2 separate regions of the Triticum aestivum genome follow, and region 1 is linked to region 2. Evidence: chromatin contacts called from public Hi-C data. All regions are on one chromosome and are shown on one strand. Each heading gives the region's core, a stretch centred on a gene start, on an enhancer-like site or on the middle of the called end of the contact. The rest is flanking DNA. Distances are from core to core; before and after follow the strand shown.

What was found. Hi-C and Micro-C count contacts between places; a contact is called where the count stands out from the background.
Region 1: a Hi-C map of leaf shows a contact between it and region 2, with 4 times the contacts expected there. The contact joins the enhancer-like site here to the promoter of LOC123144784 in region 2. A contact is called at or near these places in 4 of 5 Hi-C or Micro-C datasets (leaf and an unstated tissue).

What each region holds. Positions count from the first base shown.
Region 1 is chr6D:306,207,563-306,212,759 of IWGSC CS RefSeq v2.1, reverse strand. It overlaps the pseudogene LOC123142598. Among protein-coding and RNA genes, the nearest start is that of LOC123144784, 100 kb to the right of the region's middle. Within about 2 kb of position 3,374, at least 3 of the 8 cell types and tissues checked have an H3K27ac peak or open chromatin away from gene starts, as enhancers often do. A contact at or near this core is called in leaf, where this site is marked.
Region 2 is chr6D:306,104,348-306,109,688 of IWGSC CS RefSeq v2.1, reverse strand. LOC123144784 (bidirectional sugar transporter SWEET4) reads left to right here and starts at 3,126. Exons shown (of 5, transcript XM_044564021.1): 1 at 3,126-3,381; 2 at 3,721-3,757; 3 at 3,997-4,375; 4 at 5,226-5,341. The coding sequence starts at 3,339.

The DNA.
Region 1 (5,197 bases), core at 2,125-4,624, 100 kb before region 2:
CGTGTCTCTCGCGGAAGCAAAATCGTGCCTCTCACGAAAAAAAAAGAAAACACATTTTTTTTCTTTTTCAAGAGGCACGGACGTGCCTCTAGCAGAAGCAAAACCATGCCTCTCACGATTAAAAAAAAACAGGTTTTTATTTATTTATTCCAAGAGGCATGGCTGTGCCGCTCGCGGAAGCAAAATCGTGCCTCTCACGAAAGCACAAAAAGAAAAAGAAAAAACTTGTTTTTCTTTTCAAGAGACACAGCCGTGCCTCTTGCGAAAGCAAAACCGTGCATCTCACGAAAAAAAAGTGATAACGTGTTTTTTTTTCATTTCCAAGAGGCACGGTCCTGCCTCTCGCGAAAGCAAAACCATGCTTCTCGTGAAAATAAAACTATGCCTCTTAAGGAAGAAAACAAAAACGCGTTTTTTCGTGTAAATTTTTTCGATTTTTTTTTGTCGAAAAGCTAAGAATGACCGGTGAAAAACCGAAAGTTGAAAAAAAATTCTAAAAAACGGGAAACATGTGCGAAAAAAAAAATCGAAGGGAGCGCCCTGGACGCGACACATGGCGGCGGCTGAGAGCGCCCCAAGTGCCGCGCTCTCAACCCACCGCAAGTGATTGTTGCAAGGCTCCCGAAGTAGCGCTCGTCAACTAGTTACTCCCGGAAGAAACTGGCGCCTGAACTGCTGGCCCATGTACGGGGCGTTGAGTTTTTTCATACCATATTTTGATTAATCCCAATTTTTTTCTTTTTCTGAATTTCTATTTTTTAAGAAATCATATAAATTTTGTGGGTTCTAAAAAATGTTCGTGACTTAAAACAATGTCCCCATATTATAAAAATCTTTAAGAATTTGAAGAAAATATTTACAAAAAAATGTTCATAAATTTGAATAAATATACGGGAATTCAATTTTTTGTCAGGAATTATTTTTTGGGAAATGATATTGAATCATAAAAAAGTTGATCAATTGAAAAAATGTTCATGCATTTAAAAAATGTACGTCACAACTGAAAACAGTTCCAAAATTCCTAAATTTGTTCCCCAATTTCAATAATTGTTCATCAATTAAAAAAATGTTTGCCAATTCAAACAATATTCACGAGATTCATAAAAAATGTTACAATTTCATAAAATGTTCGCGAATTTTTGAATTCAATTTTTTCGAAATTACTCACAAATTTGAAAAATATTCATGTTTTCATAAAAGTTTCACTATTTTAAAATATGAAAACGAAATCAAATGAAAACTGAAATTAAAAGGAAAAAATAACTTAAAAATTGAAACAAAAACGAAAAACGAAAAAAAAAAACAAAAAAATGGAAAAACCCGAAATTAAGAATAGAGAAAAGAGAAAAATAGATTGCTAACTAGCGTCAAAAGATAATATGCCGGCCCCAAAGTGTACGCAGCGGCAGGTGGTATGCGCTCGGTTGCTAACTAGCGGCCTGTGCGCCAAATAGGATTCCCACATGGAACAATCGCCAGCTATTCGAAAATAAATACGGGTAATCGAGTGGCAGGAAAATGAATACAGACTGGCATAAACTTAGTGAGGCAAGAGCAGGGCAATCATCAAATTCAATTTCAGGTGCAAAACACTTAATTATTTACTTGAATGCGTGGAAAAGAAAAGGAAACATAAAGTAAATTGATTCTGTGTATATACTCCCTCTGTCTCAAAATGTAAGGGACATTTTCTGACACTAGGAAGTACTCCTACTTAGTACAGAACCTGAATAGCAGATAACTTATGTGGTGGAGAGATGAGCAATCTAGTCAATGTGAGGCAGGCAAGGCGTGGATGGAAACAGGACTGACGTGGACAGAACAAACACACTCTTCGTACTCCACATACTATGATATATCCTGTGTATACTGCGCGGCACAACATGTCACACTTACGCACAGCCGAATCAGGTTTGATGTGTCTCTCTCTAGACAGTAATGCCACTTGAATCGGATATGATTTAGATGATTGCTTTTTTTCTGAGGTTTCTCTTCTAGTAAGGCCACTTGAAGCCGATATGATTTAGAGGATTGCTTTTTCCAAGGTTTCCAATATTCCCGTGGAGCGGCCATTAGCATTTTGGAGTTGTTATTGGGTCGCTATTAACATTGATTATGACGAGAAAGGGGTGTCTTGGCCTAACAAACCATGTTAAGGCAAGTATCCCCTTTTGCATCGGATCCTACTCAGCGATAGATACTTGCACATTACTCAGCGATAGGTTAATGCCCAAATCCTATGGCACCACATTTAGTGGAGTATTTTATAAGGAAAAGAAACACATTTGCTCTGCTCTTATTGGGCTGTTTTTCCAACGCTCATAGCCGGCGTTTCCTGTTCTTGAGTTCACTGTATTTAGCCAACACGACAGCATCACAGCCAGGCTAGTGGGAATTTTTACTAGTTTCATAGGTGTAACATTCTTGATGTTCACCGTTTCTTTGGAGTAATAATTGAGATTCTTCTTCTAATAAGATAGCGTATTTTGCCAATAAAAAAAAAGAAAAGAGCCAATATCTTCACTTAAGTCAAGATCAAGATCCAGTTGATAAGGATAAAATACCCTTTCATATTTATACGGATTTCTGGAATTGATAATGGTAGACGAGCCCTCTTTACCAAAGGAAAATTTCAACTAATCAAATTGTATTACCTGTCATGAGCTTGGCTTTTCTCACGGTTAAGAAATTTTTTGGACTCACCCGCAAATAAATAAATAAATAAACTTGGACTAGCTTCATGAGGTTCACTGTTAAGATAGCTGACCAGTGCAATCTATCCTCTATCCACGAGGCTGAATAGCTGCCGAATCTGGCAATCTCCTTTTGGATTCTTAATTTCCCGCATAAATTGAAAAAAATAGAGCTACCTTGCCCACGGAAAGGGGGCTTAGTTCTAACCTTATTCGGAAGTCGACTGCTAAATCACATTCCATTGAACGGCAACCTTTTCTTCCCACCAACCAACACTTGATTACTTTCTAGTACAACTTAGGAATTTCTTATCACTGTTTGTACTGCCATGGCAGACTTTTTTTTCCTCTCTTGGGAAGACACAAGCTTTCGGTGAATTCGTACACGGCCGTGCTTTGCAAGTTCATTGTAGTCGCCCATGTTTAGCAAACCGGATATGCAAATCCCACAAGATTTCATGTAAACGAGACGTGCTTATCCAGCATCCCCAAGGTCTCGCCCGGCCTAGGTGCAGTGTCGCGCTCAGGATCCGGTGATGATCAGCCTTATCTGAGAAATCCAGCCCACCGAATCTGTACACGGCCCCTCAATCACTCGTGCACACTGTGTACCCACGCAGCCATGGCAGCCCGACGTTGCGCTGTCGAGCTTCCGGCTGGTCAAAACCCCGGCGTGCCGGCCCACAAAACGAGATAGGATATATGGATATCGTCAAGGCACAGTGGTTAGGGTAATGGTGGGAACGGAGGACGCAGGTCGCACCCGTTAACGTCAAGGCAAAGGTACTGTATCTGTACCAGTTGGGCGGTGCCCCTTGCTTTCAGTTCTGCGTGGAAGATCTGGCAGGTTATAAACATGATGATGAGTCAACCGGATGCAATATTAATTAGCTGCTGCGCGTTGCCATGACTTGTCACCAAACATGGTGGTGTGGTGTGGTGATCCTGCTCCGAGTGTCCGTCCATGGACACCGACATCTCCTCTTAGGCATGACAAAAGCTCGCTCGCCTGGTTTATCATACTAGTCTATTATGCTGACTGCTGATGCTTTCACGTTGCAGAACTGACCTGACGCGTACGTGTGATGCAGAGTATTTTTTTGATTTTTGCATCCGACAGACCTAACATACATTGCTGTTTAATATTTGTGGGGAACAACGTGCTGATTGAGGGGCAAAGTGCAAGATGACGACCATGTCACGTATTAGTATTATCTGAATCTAGGGTGTTTAGGACCTGCTCTTCCATGCCGTCCTATGTTTTTGCTAGAATTAAGAGTGAGGCCACATGTTTGTTGTTTTACCCCGAAACTGTAGAACAATAGTTCTATGATAAATTGTTCATTAATTAAAGTTATATAATCCCTTTGTTTCAAAATGTAATGTATACAGATTTTTGGAAAAATATCAAATCTCACAAACTTTAACCAAATTTGTGGATAAAAGTATTTACATTGGAATGCCAAATTTATATCAATAGATTCATTATAAGATGTACTTTCATACTTTACATCTTTGGCATTGTATGTATAAATAGTTATCTCTAGAAACTTAGTCAAAGTTTTTAAAGTTTAACTTTTCAGAAAATCTATACGCACTACATTATGAAATGAAGGGAGTTCATAGCAATAGATGAAAAGAAGGGGGAAATGAATGCGGCCAATGCCCATTTTTCGAAACATGGTGTGCATTAAAATTTACAAGAGGTCATTAGTCCATGACGTACGATTGTTGCTTGAGCACTTCTATACACATGCACTACGCACATGATTTTTGAACGACAATACAATCAAACCATCCATGCATGGCAACTCAGCGCATGAAGCATAGCTATGCTTTCAATACCATTCTTTGAAAATGTTTAGAATGCCATTGCATTGCTGTTTTAATATTTGTGCGGAACAACGTGCTGATTGACGGGGCAAAGTGCAAGATGACGACCATGTCACGTATTAGTATTACTAGCAAACAACCCATGCATTGCAACCGGAAAAAAAATACTACACACCTTAATCCAATAACCATAACTTAAGACCCCAATAATCTACGTCCTTTACTTCAGCACATGACATCTGTGTTTCTGCTTACCCAAATGATAAGTGTCACACAGGTAGCACGAAGCACTTTGGCCATGACGTTTTTTACAACTAAAGTTGTCATCCGAAAAGAAAAAACAAAACCAAAAAAACTAAAACTTGCCATCTGAAAAGAAAATTGACATGCTTGACTACTAAAGTTGCCATCCTCGCGTTACTAAACTTGCCACAAAAAAGTTTGGAGTTGCCATGTGTTCGTGCCACATGTGTGACACTTATCAGGGTCCTTCCGCTTATCCTCCTTTCCACCCTCGTCGATGGTGGCTATAGTGCTCACACAATCACAAAGCGTTTGAATATGGTCAATCCTAAGGCGTCTCTCTCCCGACATAAGATGAGCAATCTATTTTTTCTGTGAGGTTTTGACGAGGTATACATATGTGGTTATAGATTGTTTCTTTTGTCTCC
Region 2 (5,341 bases), core at 1,877-4,376:
TTGAACTTCGAGCACCATGGCATACTTTTTTGGTATACCTGTAAGTTATTTTTACTAGCTAATTGTCCATATGTTGCAATGGGACATACATATTCTAGTGATTCAATATCAACCTTGTCCGACATATATCTTACACCCACCTTATTTTAGGTTTTGGTAGGAATTAATTTGATTTGAGTATAGTTAGGGAATAGTAATGAATGTTTTGATTTAGCTGAGGTCTTGGTAAGATTTGATTTTGTTTGGGTATGGGTAGGAGAAGGCAAGATTTTTTTTGATTTAATTGAGATTCTCATAAGATTTGATTTAATTTGATTGAGTTAATGCAGGACGTGATTTTAGGAAATTACTGGTTCCATATAGATTATTCCAAGTTACTTTATTTATGTTATTTACTTTATTTATTCCAAGGGAGTGAGGCGAACCTACCAACTGCACTTTAATAGTAGAGACTAGCCAATTGATCGTGTGTTGCAATGGGGGCATACATGTTCTAATGGTTCAACACCATTGTGCCCGACACATACCTTACACCCACCATATTATAGATTTTGGTAAGATTTGGTGTGATTTGATTATGGATAGGGGAAGGCGAGGAAGGTTTTCATTTAGTTGAGATTTTGCAAGATTTGATTTGATTTCGCTGTGAATGAAGGAACACAAGGAAAATTTTGATTTAGTTGAGACTTTGATAAGATTTGATTTGATTTGGGTATGGGTAAAGGAACACAATTAAAGTTTTGATTTTGTTGAGGTTTTGGTAAGATGTAATTTGATTTGATTGAGTTAATGCAAGACATGTGGGAGGGGTGGCATACAGAAGGGAAAACAGACAGAAAGAGGCAAGGGTGAAGGCAAACGTACAAAGACCAACTCCCCTTTAGTAGTAGCGATGACCATCCAGTTAAGGTGTGACGTTTGGCAACCCCAAAACAGCCATCCTGTCTAATGACGCGAGTAAATGTAAACACTTTGTCCAAAATTACCGACAACTAATTAGACGATGTGATCACGCAATATTTCATAAGTTGGTTATATTCAACACCATCGTTGCTCTAACAGTGTGGTCTCATTATTGCGGGCATCCTTGTTACTTCATCTATGCCATTCATCAGGAAAAGATGATCATCATCAATACATTAGTTAGTCCTAGAGGTGAGAGTAGGGATTTGTTTTGTTGTTATGTTTTTCACACATGCAACTGAGTTTTCCTCTGAATCTCATATTCAGTAATCATTGCAATTATAGCACGGAAATATAAACTTAAGTAAGAACATGGAAATAGTATAGTAACAACTTTATTATTGCCTTTAGGGCATATTTTCAATAGTCTTCTATGCAATTGAAGAGACTAGAGGATAGATGATTAAGACACCTACTGGTTAAACTCCTATGGATATACGCATGAACTATGTATGGTATCCATATTTCAAGGTGTATAGTACTACCTTAGTTCTTGTCATGTTATGTTTGTATTGTTTCGATCTATAACCTTTTTCCATGCAATCACATGATTGTACTGGTGCAATAGTTGGTACTCATGTAACTGCTACAGTGTCGAGGTCACATGATGCATCATACATGAGTAGAAAGCACTACACAAGCCGGAATGTGCTTGCTGCTGTAGATTTTGGTATCAAGTTCACATATGTGTTAGATGGTTGAGAATGATCAACCCATGATGCAAACATTCTTGCTGACAAGATGGTTTGATCTGATGGGATCAGTATCCATGATGATAAGTTCTACCTAGAAGATGTTGGGTATGCATGTAGGCCTGAAGTTCTTCCAGCTTTCAAGAAAATCGGGTACCATCTCAATGCATTTTCTTCAAGGAACTATCCTGGAATTGCACATGAATCGTTCAATGTCACACACTCTAGCTTTGGCCTTAGGTTACTGGTCAAAGGGCATTCGGTGCTTTGAAGAATAGATATAAAATCCTTGATCACAAGGCATTTCACCCTTTCCCCATCCAAGGTAAGCTTGTTCTTTTTTTGATAAAGGATGTTTTTATTATCTCAAATGTAGCATCAAGCGATACAAAGCGATATGAGTAACACCCGGCCTCTGTGTAATTAGGATGCATACAACCAATCCTGAAAAGTCTGGCAAAAAAATGAAAACAAAACGGCAACAGTAGTATAGACCGACACTACGCCTATGTCAAAAGTGGGGTGGATCAATCTGGAGGTTATGCTGGATACTGCATTCTTCATGACTAGGTCTTAGGATGGAGTCTTGATGAGCATGTGCCGAAGAAGAAAGATGTGACGACTAGCGATTTTGAGTCCGACGATGGTGTAGAGGCATATGAAAGTGAAACTTGTGAGAGCAAAAGGTTAAAGTGACTAAAGCAATGTGGGCTAATAGAGGTATCTCAAATATCTGAAATGGAAGAAGACGAGGATGATGATTGATGAACTTTCCCACATTGAGTCATATGACTGTTAATTTGGTACTGCCATTGCCATTTGTTAGTAGTTAATATTAATGGCCATTTGTTAGTAGTTCAGACGGACTGATGAACTGTCATTTGTTAGTAGCTAGGATTGAAATGATATTAGTTTGGTATTGCCTATCTATGTAATATGGTAAGATCACTGCTCGTGAGACTGCATCTTCGCAACCATAATGCTCAGTGCTGTCAACCAATCCCAAGCACCATGGACGAAACAATCTCGTGATGCTGTGCAGTTAGCCAAATGTAAATGCAGAATAGAGTCTGCATTATCTCAGTCAGTCGGGCTCAATCAGACGAAAAGTAAAGGCAAAAGGAAGCCAAAATGGTTGCAGGAAACCAAAACACTGGTATTTACGCCCAGCGGGTTGCTCCCGGGCCAAGAATGCGAATATCTACCAAAGTCGAAATGGTCAGTACGTATGAGCAACCCACCATTTCATCCAAATAAAATCCTAAAAAAGAAAAGTACGACCAACCCACCCGGCTGGCTGCTGGGCCACAGCACATCGGGGTAGTTATAGAGAGAGAAAGAAAGAGGCGTATGCAAAAGGCCGGCGCGGCGTCCATGAGAGAGAGAGCGAGCCGGATAGAGATAGAGACGGGGGCGACGGTGCGGGGCCCACGGGTCAGCAGCCCCGCTCTATTTAAGGACCCCGTTCGGTGTTTTCCTGAGATCATTCACTCATCAAACGCGACGCACAGAGACAGAGGGAGAGGGTCCGCTGTACTTGCATCCTTCCCTGCCCCCTTCCCCTCTCCTCCAAGTCCAGAAATCCGTTCCCCTCTCCCCCCTCCCTCCCTCTCGTCTGCACCCGAGACGCTCCTCTAGATCAGTTCCTCGGTGCGGTTACCTCTCGCCGGAAGCCAAGCCACCATGGTGTCGCCGGACGCTATCCGCACCGTCATCGGCGTCATAGGTGCGTGCCTCCCCGTCGCCCCACGCCCCCCGCCTCTGTACTGCACACGCATGTGCGCCTGCACTGCAGCGAAAACCATGTGGCAGCGGCGCCACACGGGTCGTACGGGGGGTGCTGCTGTTGCCCCCTGATGCTCTTTTTGTTTCTCGCCGCTTTGCGCGTGTCCTCTTCACGAACTTTTGCTCCCTTCTAGTGCAAGCGAGCATCACGCGCCGGGTTCCCTAGAGCGGCCCGAACCGTGATTTGTTCGGCGGTTCCTCCTTTGTGTTTGTTTGTTCATCGTCCGAGATCTACTTCTGATGTTGCTTTTTTTGGGATTGTTTTGTGTCTCCCTTGCAGGCAATGCAACCGCCCTGGTGCTCTTCCTATCCCCAGTGTAAGCACCGACTAAAACTATACCACTCTTAAGTGTATCTTCATTTAATTCGCCGGATAAAATGGATTCCGGAATTAATTGTGCTGAGCAAAGAGCGAGAATTACATGACACAAATTCGTGAGAATGCGGAGATCGGCACCGCGATAATTTTGTATTCCGTTTTCTGATCGAAACAGTTTGGATATCTCTTCGAAAAAATGCCTGACCAGTGAAAATACTTGCGAACTGCGAATTCCAGGCCGACGTTCATCCAAATCTGGAAGAAGAAGACGGTGGAGCAGTACTCGGCGGTGCCGTACCTGGCGACGCTGCTCAACTGCATGATGTGGGTGCTCTACGGGCTCCCGCTGGTGCACCCGCACAGCATGCTCGTCATCACCATCAACGGCACCGGCATGCTCATCGAGCTCACCTACGTCGCCCTCTTCCTCACCTTCTCCGTCGGCGCCGCCCGCCGCCGAGTCCTCCTCCTGCTGGTCGCCGAGGTCGCCTTCGTCGCCGCGGTCGGCGCGCTCGTCCTCTCCCTCGCCCACACCCACGACCGCAGGTCCATGGTCGTCGGCATCCTCTGCGTCCTCTTCGGCACCGGCATGTACGCCGCGCCGCTCTCCGTCATGGTACGCGTCGCCATCACTCTCACGGTCTCACCTACAACCAGTACAGTACTGGAGTGAGATTTGGTGCTAGTTTTCTATTGATTGATTTTAGTCCAGTAGGTGGTTGTCGGTGTCAGGAGATCGATCAGGCGAGGAAATGATTAATTAACTGCTGCTCGAATGAGAATAACCATAGGAAAAGAACGCTGGATTAATCTATATACTAATTTGATTGACCAACGCCTGCTCTGGGTACGTTCTGGGTGGGGAATAGAATACGCGAGTACACGCATGCGTAATCCTGTCGTTTTCTCTCTATCTAGCAGTAGCTGTATTCTTTTCGGCTATCTCGCTATCTACTTTGAACAGCGCAAATATTCTTTTCTGAAGAAAAAATATATACGTATTACTACATGCAGTGTTTCCAATCATGGCGTCAAATCAACTCCTGTTCCTTTGCTGTCAAAAGAGAGAGGAAAAACTCATGTTCTTTTGCTGTCAGAAAAGGAAAAACTCATGTTCTTTTTGTTCATCCTTCACTTTTTGATCCAACTGTAATTAACAACTTGTGCCCGCTGCACTTTTCGTTAAAATTGTTCATGGCTTTTAGCTCTTATATGAAACACCTTTTTTAGTCCCCCCATCCCAAACAAAACAAAAGTTGTGTCATCCCACATGCCGTCGTTTCCTTGGTAGCTGTGTACTTCATAATCTGGTTAATACGTGTAGAGGGTAGTTGTTTCCGTTTTACTGCCTGTTTTCTTTGGATGAATTGTGCAGCAAAAACAAACAATTGTCTGTAAAATGGATGGATTTCCTTTTGTATTGTTCATCATCATCATGTTGATTTTCTCTGTGTCCGTGTTTTCAGAAAATGGTGATCCAGACCAAGAGCGTGGAGTACATGCCCCTGTTCTTGTCCGTGGCCTCGCTCGTCAATGGCATCTGCTGGACTGCCTACGCCCTCATCAAGTTCGACCTCTACAT